2 separate regions of the Sus scrofa genome follow, and region 2 is linked to region 1. Evidence: chromatin contacts called from public HiChIP or PLAC-seq data. All regions are on one chromosome and are shown on one strand. The core of a region is the stretch at or near the end of the contact, and the rest is flanking DNA. Distances in the headings are between cores, read along the strand shown. Region 1 holds the start of MON1A (MON1 homolog A, secretory trafficking associated). Region 2 holds the start of GNAI2 (G protein subunit alpha i2).

The links. HiChIP or PLAC-seq counts read pairs in DNA pulled down with a chosen protein or histone mark.
Region 2: a contact with region 1 is called in an H3K27ac HiChIP or PLAC-seq map of alveolar macrophages. The contact joins the promoter of GNAI2 here to the promoter of MON1A in region 1. A contact is called at or near these places in 3 of 47 Hi-C or Micro-C datasets (alveolar macrophages, embryonic fibroblasts and liver) and 1 of 2 datasets of contacts at active chromatin or transcription factors (alveolar macrophages).

What each region holds. Positions count from the first base shown.
Region 1 is chr13:32,435,913-32,439,829 of Sscrofa11.1, reverse strand. MON1A (MON1 homolog A, secretory trafficking associated) reads left to right here and starts at 2,095. Exons shown (of 7, transcript NM_001243701.1): 1 at 2,095-2,246.
Region 2 is chr13:32,710,897-32,714,813 of Sscrofa11.1, reverse strand. GNAI2 (G protein subunit alpha i2) reads right to left here and starts at 1,941. Exons shown (of 8, transcript NM_001123116.1): 1 at 1,824-1,941. The coding sequence starts at 1,941.

The DNA of each region.
Region 1 (3,917 bases), core at 846-3,345:
CAAGCCACAGCTGTAACCTACACCACAGCTGTGGCAATGCTGGATCCTTAACCCACTGCATCACAGCAGGAACTCTTAAACAGAGTTTTAAATAACAACCTTATGACACTGTTACAAGTAGCCACAACAGTTTGCTCTGAGAGTGTCCTAGGATCAAGTGTTAGCCAGAAGTATATGGGGTATAGGGCTACTTGCTTGGCTAAGGAGATGCAATTCTTTCACATGACAGTGGTGCTATCTGGTAGAGCTGATGTGCTTGAAAGCAAGAGTGAGACTCAAAGAAGCCCTGAGGTCACATGGAGACTGTCAAGACTGATCAGGTATGTTAGAAAACTTTAAATTTGTCTTCTATGGGGATCATTTCCATGGGGTACAGATTCTGATTTTGGAGCATAGCCAGGATTTTTTTTAAAAGATATTTCTGTACCAACAAGAACATAGGAGATCTTCTTGGCTTAAACTCTTATAATATGGCAGGATTCATGAGAGCAAAAGCTATATAAATGGGAGTTCCCATTGTGGCTCAGCAGTTAATGAACCTGACTAGTATTCATGAAAACTTGGGTTCGATCCCTGGCCTGGCTCAGTGGGTTAAGGATCTGGCATTGCCGTGAGCTGTGGTGTAGGTTGCAGACGCGGCTTGGATTTGGCACTGCGGTGTAGGCCGGTAGCTATAGCTCTGATTCGACCCCTAGCCTGGGAACCTCCATATGCCTCTGGTGCAGGCCTAAAACACACGCACGCGCACACACACACACACACACATATAAAGGATAGTTACTCTAAGGGAGAGAGCCTGTCCTCTTGGGCTCATGAAGAAAATACTGAGTGATCTGTGGAAACTTGGAGAGACTTCTCTCTCCTTTCTAGGAGAATGGATAGTTAAGGAATTGGGCATTTTCTAACATGTTCTTACCTAAAAGGGAAGAGAAAGCTCCCCTGAAATTATGTGCAAGGGTCCAATAGCTCTGTGCAAAGCCATACCTGTAAAAGGCCACAGCTTTGTCACCATGTCAGTCATGGGCCAGTGCTGTGTTGATGGCTCTAAGTGGCAGCTGTCTGAGACTATGAGAAAAGCCCAGGGGCAGAGCTCGCCCCCCAATTCCAGTGTACGATTGAGATGGAGACAGGACACTGCATTGGGGTGCTTGGAGCAGCAGGGAGAATCAAAGGCATGATTTCAGACTTTTCCTTCATTCCTAAACTGTTGGGTGAATTAACCATGAGGTTATGAAGTGATATAATTCCTCCAGAGAAACATGAGCAGTGTCATTAATGGTTAACACCTAATTTTATTTCTTTAAACTGTTCTCCAAAAATAAAATTGATGGGGGAAGCTCCGTTTTCCTGTTTTTATCACTTTGCACCTAGGAAATTACATATGTTTGTAGGAATGGTTCCTTGCCCTGGCAAATGACCTTGGAAGTTTTTAAAAAGGCATTGATGCCTGAGCCCCAACCCAAACCAATTAAATCAAAATCCCTAGGGGTGGTATCCAGGCATTTTTTTTTTTTTTTTTAAAGTTCCCCAGGCCATCCTATGTGTAGAGTTGAGAACTACCATTCTAGAGACTCATACTTATATATTAAGACATGGCTAAAACGATTTTTTTTAAAAGCAGCAATTGGTGTGCCTACACCCTTTACAGCTGGTGGGGGCCGGGCTCACTAGCGACATTTATTCATCCCCCAAACTTGCACTGACCTTCCACAGTAAGTGGAGGAAACAACGCCAACGTCCCTGTCTTTCCCTTGAAATAAACCTCTTACTGGCTCGGGCGGAAGGGCTGAGAAGTCTGAGCCTGCAGTCCACCTGGGGTTTGGGTAGGTGCCTGGGATCGTACGGGACCCTGGAGAAAACAGTGTGATGAGGCACCCCCGCCCCAACCCCCAACCCAGGCTCTGCCGGGACCTGGCGCCCCGCCCCATCCTGCAGCGGCCATGCACTGCGGACTACATTTCCCACAATGCATCCCGGGGGCGGGCAGGGCCAGGCCCAGCGACTAGAGCCGGGCCTCGGCCGCGAGAGGCCAGCGAGGGCTGTCTTCTTGAGCCGGCGAAGGGCAGTGGGGGTGGGGGCGCGGCGGTCCGCGCTGTAGCCATGTCTGCATCCGCAGGGGGCCGTGGTCCCACGAACCTGAGCCCCCAGTCTGGGCCCAGCCGGACACCCATGCCCTCCTGGGGGTCCGGCAAAGAGCAGTGACCAGCCTTCTCTGTGCGTCCTGCCCCCACCTCCCAGAGAAACAGGTGAGTCCGACTGCCAACCCACGTGGCCTGGGGAACCGAGAGACTAAAGAGCTGTCATCTTGGGAGGGAGGAGCTTGAAGACTGCCCCCCCTCCCTCGGCTGCCATTTGCGGTAGGAAGACTGTGTCTCTCTGGGGTTCCTTTGCCGGTTGAGGTCCATTAGCCGGTTGGCCCCCAGCTGGGAAATACAAAAGGCGAGGCCTGGAATTTATCCTTTGGCTGGGAGGGCAAAGTCCTGTAAGGGCAGTAGCCAGGTAGTAACACCCTCTCCCCACTCCTCAATGCACACACTTTCTGTGGGCAGAGTGCTCTCAAAGATTGACAGAAGTTGACTGTGGGCTGAGCAGGGAAGCTCCTGAAAGATCTTGGGGCTTGAGACTTTGCTCTCAAGGGTGCCTTGGCTCATAGAACAAGCTACCTCTTGTACCTGGGTGAGCCACCCATTCTGGGCTCAAGTTTGCTGGGGGAGGGTGAGCAGCCTTTGTCAGAAAGGGGAGTGGCCACCAGCAGTGACAAGTTCCAAGCCATACTCTCAAGCACGGAGTTGGCATCAGCACAGCCTTACCTGGACCCTGTCTGCCACATATTCATGCAGCCTGGCACCAACATCCCAGATAGACCACTCCTCAAAGGGTGAAGGTGGGATGGAGCACTATCTAAGCAGGAAGAGGAAGCAAGAGTGATAGGGAGCCAGTGGGAAGGGCTCTTGAAAGGCCCTCCCTCCCTCCAGGCCAGAAGGGCTGATTGAGCTAACTTGTTTGGTGACATTGCTCAAAGGCATAGCCAAGCACTTATAGGGAAAATAGTAAGCCCTGAGGGCTTCTAGAGAGGCTGAGAAGGGCCCCGGAGAGAGTATCTGGAACTGGTTCCCAGAGACCTCTCTTGCTTAACTGCTTCAGGCCTTAGGGGCTTTAGCCACACAGGTTATGGCTCCTGTTCGGTTTGGGTAGGTATTGCTGTGAGTCATTCACCTTCCCTGCCTAGGTTCCAAATTGTCCAGAAAACTATTTGCTTCATCAGGACTTTTGGCTGGATCCCTAGATTGGCCTTGGGGATGTTGAGGTTACTGCATGATATCAGGTGGCAGGAGAACTCCTAGAAAGGAGGCATCCACTAGCCCCAGCCAGCTGAACTTGCCCTCACTTCATGCAGGTGCCATGCTAGGTACTACTCAGTCATGCTGGTCTAAGTCACCTGAAGCCCACAGGGATCAGTGGGTAGTGTGCTATAGACCTTGTTGGGTCTTTGAGCCAGAGGCACAAGGCCACAGAGCAGGGCCATGTGGTAGACTAAGGAGTTCAACTTGGAAGAGACAGCAAAGACCCAATGGTCTGTTCCTGCAACAGGATGAATAGCCAGTTAGTTTAGAGGAACTCCCAGCTCTAGACCAAAGACATCTCTTTGTTTCAACATCACAGATAGGTCATTTCAGGCCAGAGCCCACTTGGCTTCATGAGATCAGAAGTACATTTTCCCAGGCCAGTTTACTCAGGGCCTGGCTCGGGGTGAGCAAGCTCTCAAAGGACTGATTTACATGGCAGAGACCACCAGACCTGTGTATAAGCGCAAATACACATGGTCTAAATGTTAACTAAAAATAATCATGGCATGCTAAAGACAGCTGGGTATGGAGTTCCGTGGTGGGTCAGCAGGTTAAGGATCCAGCATTGTC
Region 2 (3,917 bases), core at 692-3,191, 280 kb before region 1:
CTAGAGGCCCCCGGCCGGGCACTGGGAGGCAGCAGTACCGGAAGCACCATCCCCAGGCCCAACGGGCAGCAGAGATGGGCATTCCACCGCGGTGACACCCACTCACTGCCACTCACTGCCGCTGCCGCACTCGCAGCAGAGACAGGAAGAGGCAAGCGCCCAACGCAAAACAGCCCAGGAGGCTGGGCCGCCGCCCCTTCCCGCCCCTTCTCTTCCTCCCCGCAGCGGCGGCGGCTGAGCGGATGCCATTTTGAAATCTCCGGGGCTGTGCCCCTGAGGCCGGGCCCCCAGGGACAGTCAACAGATGAGCCCAGGATGGAAGACATCCTGTCTCTCAGCCATACGCCCGGCGTGAAAAGCCCCACTTTTCACAGCCTGGGGACCCCAAGACAGCTCTGGGGATGAGGGGCCACACCCCCCCACATATACAGTCCAGCCTCCAACGATGCCAGGAGGGTCTCCCTCCCCTCTCCCCCTTGAAATCCCTCTAAATCAGGCTGCCACTGGGCACCACACCTGCTCGCAGTGGGAGGCTGGACAGGGACCACTACCAGACCCACAGTCTTTGCACAAGTCCACTTCAGATGCCCACCCTAGAGGGCCCCCAACTATTCAACCAGCTGGTCCACCACTCCCTCCCTCGCAGGGCAAGATCCGACAAGCCCACCTACTCCCAGAGGCCATGTCCCAGGCCGCTGGGCCCAGAAGGGGTGTGGGAGGCCCACACCCGTCAGCAGATCTCCTTGGCCTGCCCGCCGGGGGCAGCAATATGTCGGCTGTCTCACCACTTCCACTTCCCCCCACCCCTCAAGCAGCCACCATCTTCCCTGGCCTTGGAGGCCACGCAACCCGAACTCCTCCACACTCCTTCCTACTCCCAGACACCCCCTCCCCCCACCCACCGGCCCAGACAGGGCTTAGAAACTAGGAAGCAGATAGACAGCCCGCAGAACTCTCTGGGAAGCTTGAGGCCTGGTCCCCTCCCGGATGTGACCAAGTGGAGCCTCAGTCCAGCCCCCTAGGTGTCTGGGGCCTGTCTTCCCAGCTCAGCCTACCTGGTGCAGGAAGAGTGGGGGAATCTAGAAAAGACCAGAGTGTGAGAGAGGACTTAAGAGCTGGGGAGCAGAGGATCTGAGGTGAGATGCATGCAGAGAGGGAGTCGGTGAGGCAGAGGCAGAGCAGGGAGCAGGGGGGGGTCTCTAAAGGCTGGAGGGAGAGCTTATTAAGTAATCATCTCATTTGATAAGTTCAAACCAAAATCCCACTTGAGAGGTCTCTTGGGGTCAAGGTGCACAGGTGGAGGATATAGGGTCTAGAATGAAGATGAGGCACAGAGGGTAAAGGAGGGAGTGAGTGGGGGCCTGGGAGGGGCCCCTGGAGATACTCATGCCCAATAGGAAGAGGGGGAGCTAGTGAGGGAACAGGTGGTGCCTGAGGATGGGGTCTGAATGGGATTCTGGGGGTTTGGGTAAAGTCTAGGTAAGGATGTAAAGACAAGGCAGAGGCTCCGAAGGTCTATGAGGCTGGTCAGTAAGGGTGGATGGTCAGACAGAATTCTGGGCAGCGGATGTTGAGGCACCAGTGTCTGGGTTTGGGGGCCCGGGGTTTGGGATGAGTTGAGTCTGATCTAGAGTCTGGGCTCTGGATCTGAGAGGTCTAGGCCAACCCTGAGTTTTGATCCATTATTTATTTGTATGTCCTTGCCAGGCGGGTCTACGGGGTTAAGTCCAGGCCGAGTGTGGGAGTTCGAAACACTAGTCCGCAGGTCAAAGTAGGGAATTTGGGTAGGGAATCAGGGGTCCCAGCGCAGGACGCGGCCTCACCCAAGAGCAGCAACTTCACCTCCCGCGCCGCCTTCTCGCCGTCTTCCCGCAGGTTCTTGTCGATCATTTTGGAGCGCTCGGCCGCCGCCTTGTCCTCAGCGCTCACGGTGCAGCCCATCCCGCCGTCCGCCGGCCCGGCCGCTGCCCGGCCACCACACGGCCCCGGCCCGGCTCGGCCCCGCCCGACCCACTCGGCTCCCGCCGCCGCCGGCCCTCTACGGGTAGCTCTCGGGTCCGCAGTTCCGAGCGTCTGCAGGCGGTGCCTTCCAGGCCGCCGCGCACCGACGGCAGGGCGGGCCGGGGGTGGGGCCCGAGCTAGTCTGGCCGAGGACTGGGCCGGGGCGGGCCCGGAGGCGGGGCCACAGGAGACCCGGGGTCAGTGATTGGCTCGAGGGAGAAGTTAGGCGCAGCCCAAACTCGGTGCGGGCTGAAGGCGGAGCCACGCCAAGGGATAGCTGTAGGGGTAGAGCCTAGCACAGAAGCTTTGATCGCAGGCGGGGCCGGGCTCCGATTGGGTGCGGAGCGCCTGGAGCTCCGCTGCCCGACGGCGGGGGCGGGCGGATCTCGTAGCCCGAGGATGAGGATCCGGTGCACCTCGCGGGCCAAGCAGGAACCAGCCCTCCAAGCTTCTGAGAGTCGAGCGAGATGAGTAGAGGAGGCGTGTCTTCGTCATTTGTTAAAGTTAATGAACCCAATAAACTTGTTTTGGGATCTACAGCGCCCCGGAGGCTCTCTGGACTGCCGCTTTTCTTCGTCTTAAAGTGGGTTTGGCCCCTTCTCTCTCAAAGCTGCAGTTAAAAAAAGAGAGATAGAGACAGAGAGGAGTTCCTGTCGTGGCTCAGCGGAAAGGAATCTGATTTGTACCCACGAGGACGCAGGTTCGATCCCTAGCCTCGCTCAGTGTGTTAAGGATCCTGCGTTGCTGTGAGCTGTGGTGTTGGTTGCAGATGCGGCTCGGATCCGGCATTGCTGTGGCTGTGGCGTAGGCGGGCAGCTGCAGCTCCAATTTAACCCCTAGCCTGGGAACCTGTATATGCACCAGGTGCGGCCCTAAAAAGACAGAAAAAGAAAAAGAAGAAAGAGAAAAAGGTCTAATGCCACCTTTGCCCAGACTATCTCATTCAACTGGGATAACTTCTCTAATCATCCAAGACATCCATCCTTTTCTGATTTTCTGGGAGGTATTCTCCTGCAGGTAGCCATCCTGGGACTCCAACCTGGGACCCAGCAAGCATGACCCAAAGAGGAGAGAGAGAGGGAAAAAGATAGGGAGAGATGTCACCTGATGCAACGAGGCCCCAGTTCAAAGACAAGGAAGGTTCACAAAGCCAGGAAGGGAACTGGCCACCAATATTTGGTCATCAATGCTTGGCCACCCACAGTCTTTTTCAGCATAGACTTCCTCCTCACCATGTTGGCACACACCTTGCTTCAGCTCCCTTGTGTGTGTGTGTGTGTGTGTGTCCGTATCTCATCTGCTCCCTCCTTGAGCAGCCATTGTCCTCCAAGCCTTCCATTGGTCTCCCCAGGGCTCCCTCCTGTCTGGAGCCAAATCTCAGGCAGGCCCTGCATGCAGCAAACCTGTTGAAAATACACAATGCCCTCCCAGGGACACAGACATCCAGAGATATGCTCTATACACCTATACATATGCCCGGCCTCCAAAATGCTTCAGATTCACAGAACACACTGTAAAAACGGGTGCACACAGCCAAGAACACAGCGGGTCCACACAGACTACAAACCCAGCTTCAAGGCGGGCCTCATCCCCCGCCAGCCCCACCCCTTGCTTGAGAGCCGATCCCGATCCTCCCTCTTCGGGCCTCTCCAGCCTGCTCCTAGCAACAGCCAACCGCTCTTGCAGTTGCCAGGCAACAGGGAGAACCTGTCAGCCCCTTGGAGGCCAGGCTCACCAGAGGTGGGCAGACTCAGACCCCAATCAATGGAGGCAAGGCAGGGCAGCACCCAGAGCTTCCTCCAGCCTCAAGCCAGGCTCTGTGGTATTTGCACCCTTCCCACCAGTTAGCCACTCCCTTCCAGTTAAGTGCTCTTTCTACAGAGTCCAGCAACCCCTGCTTCCAGCACTCCCAGTTG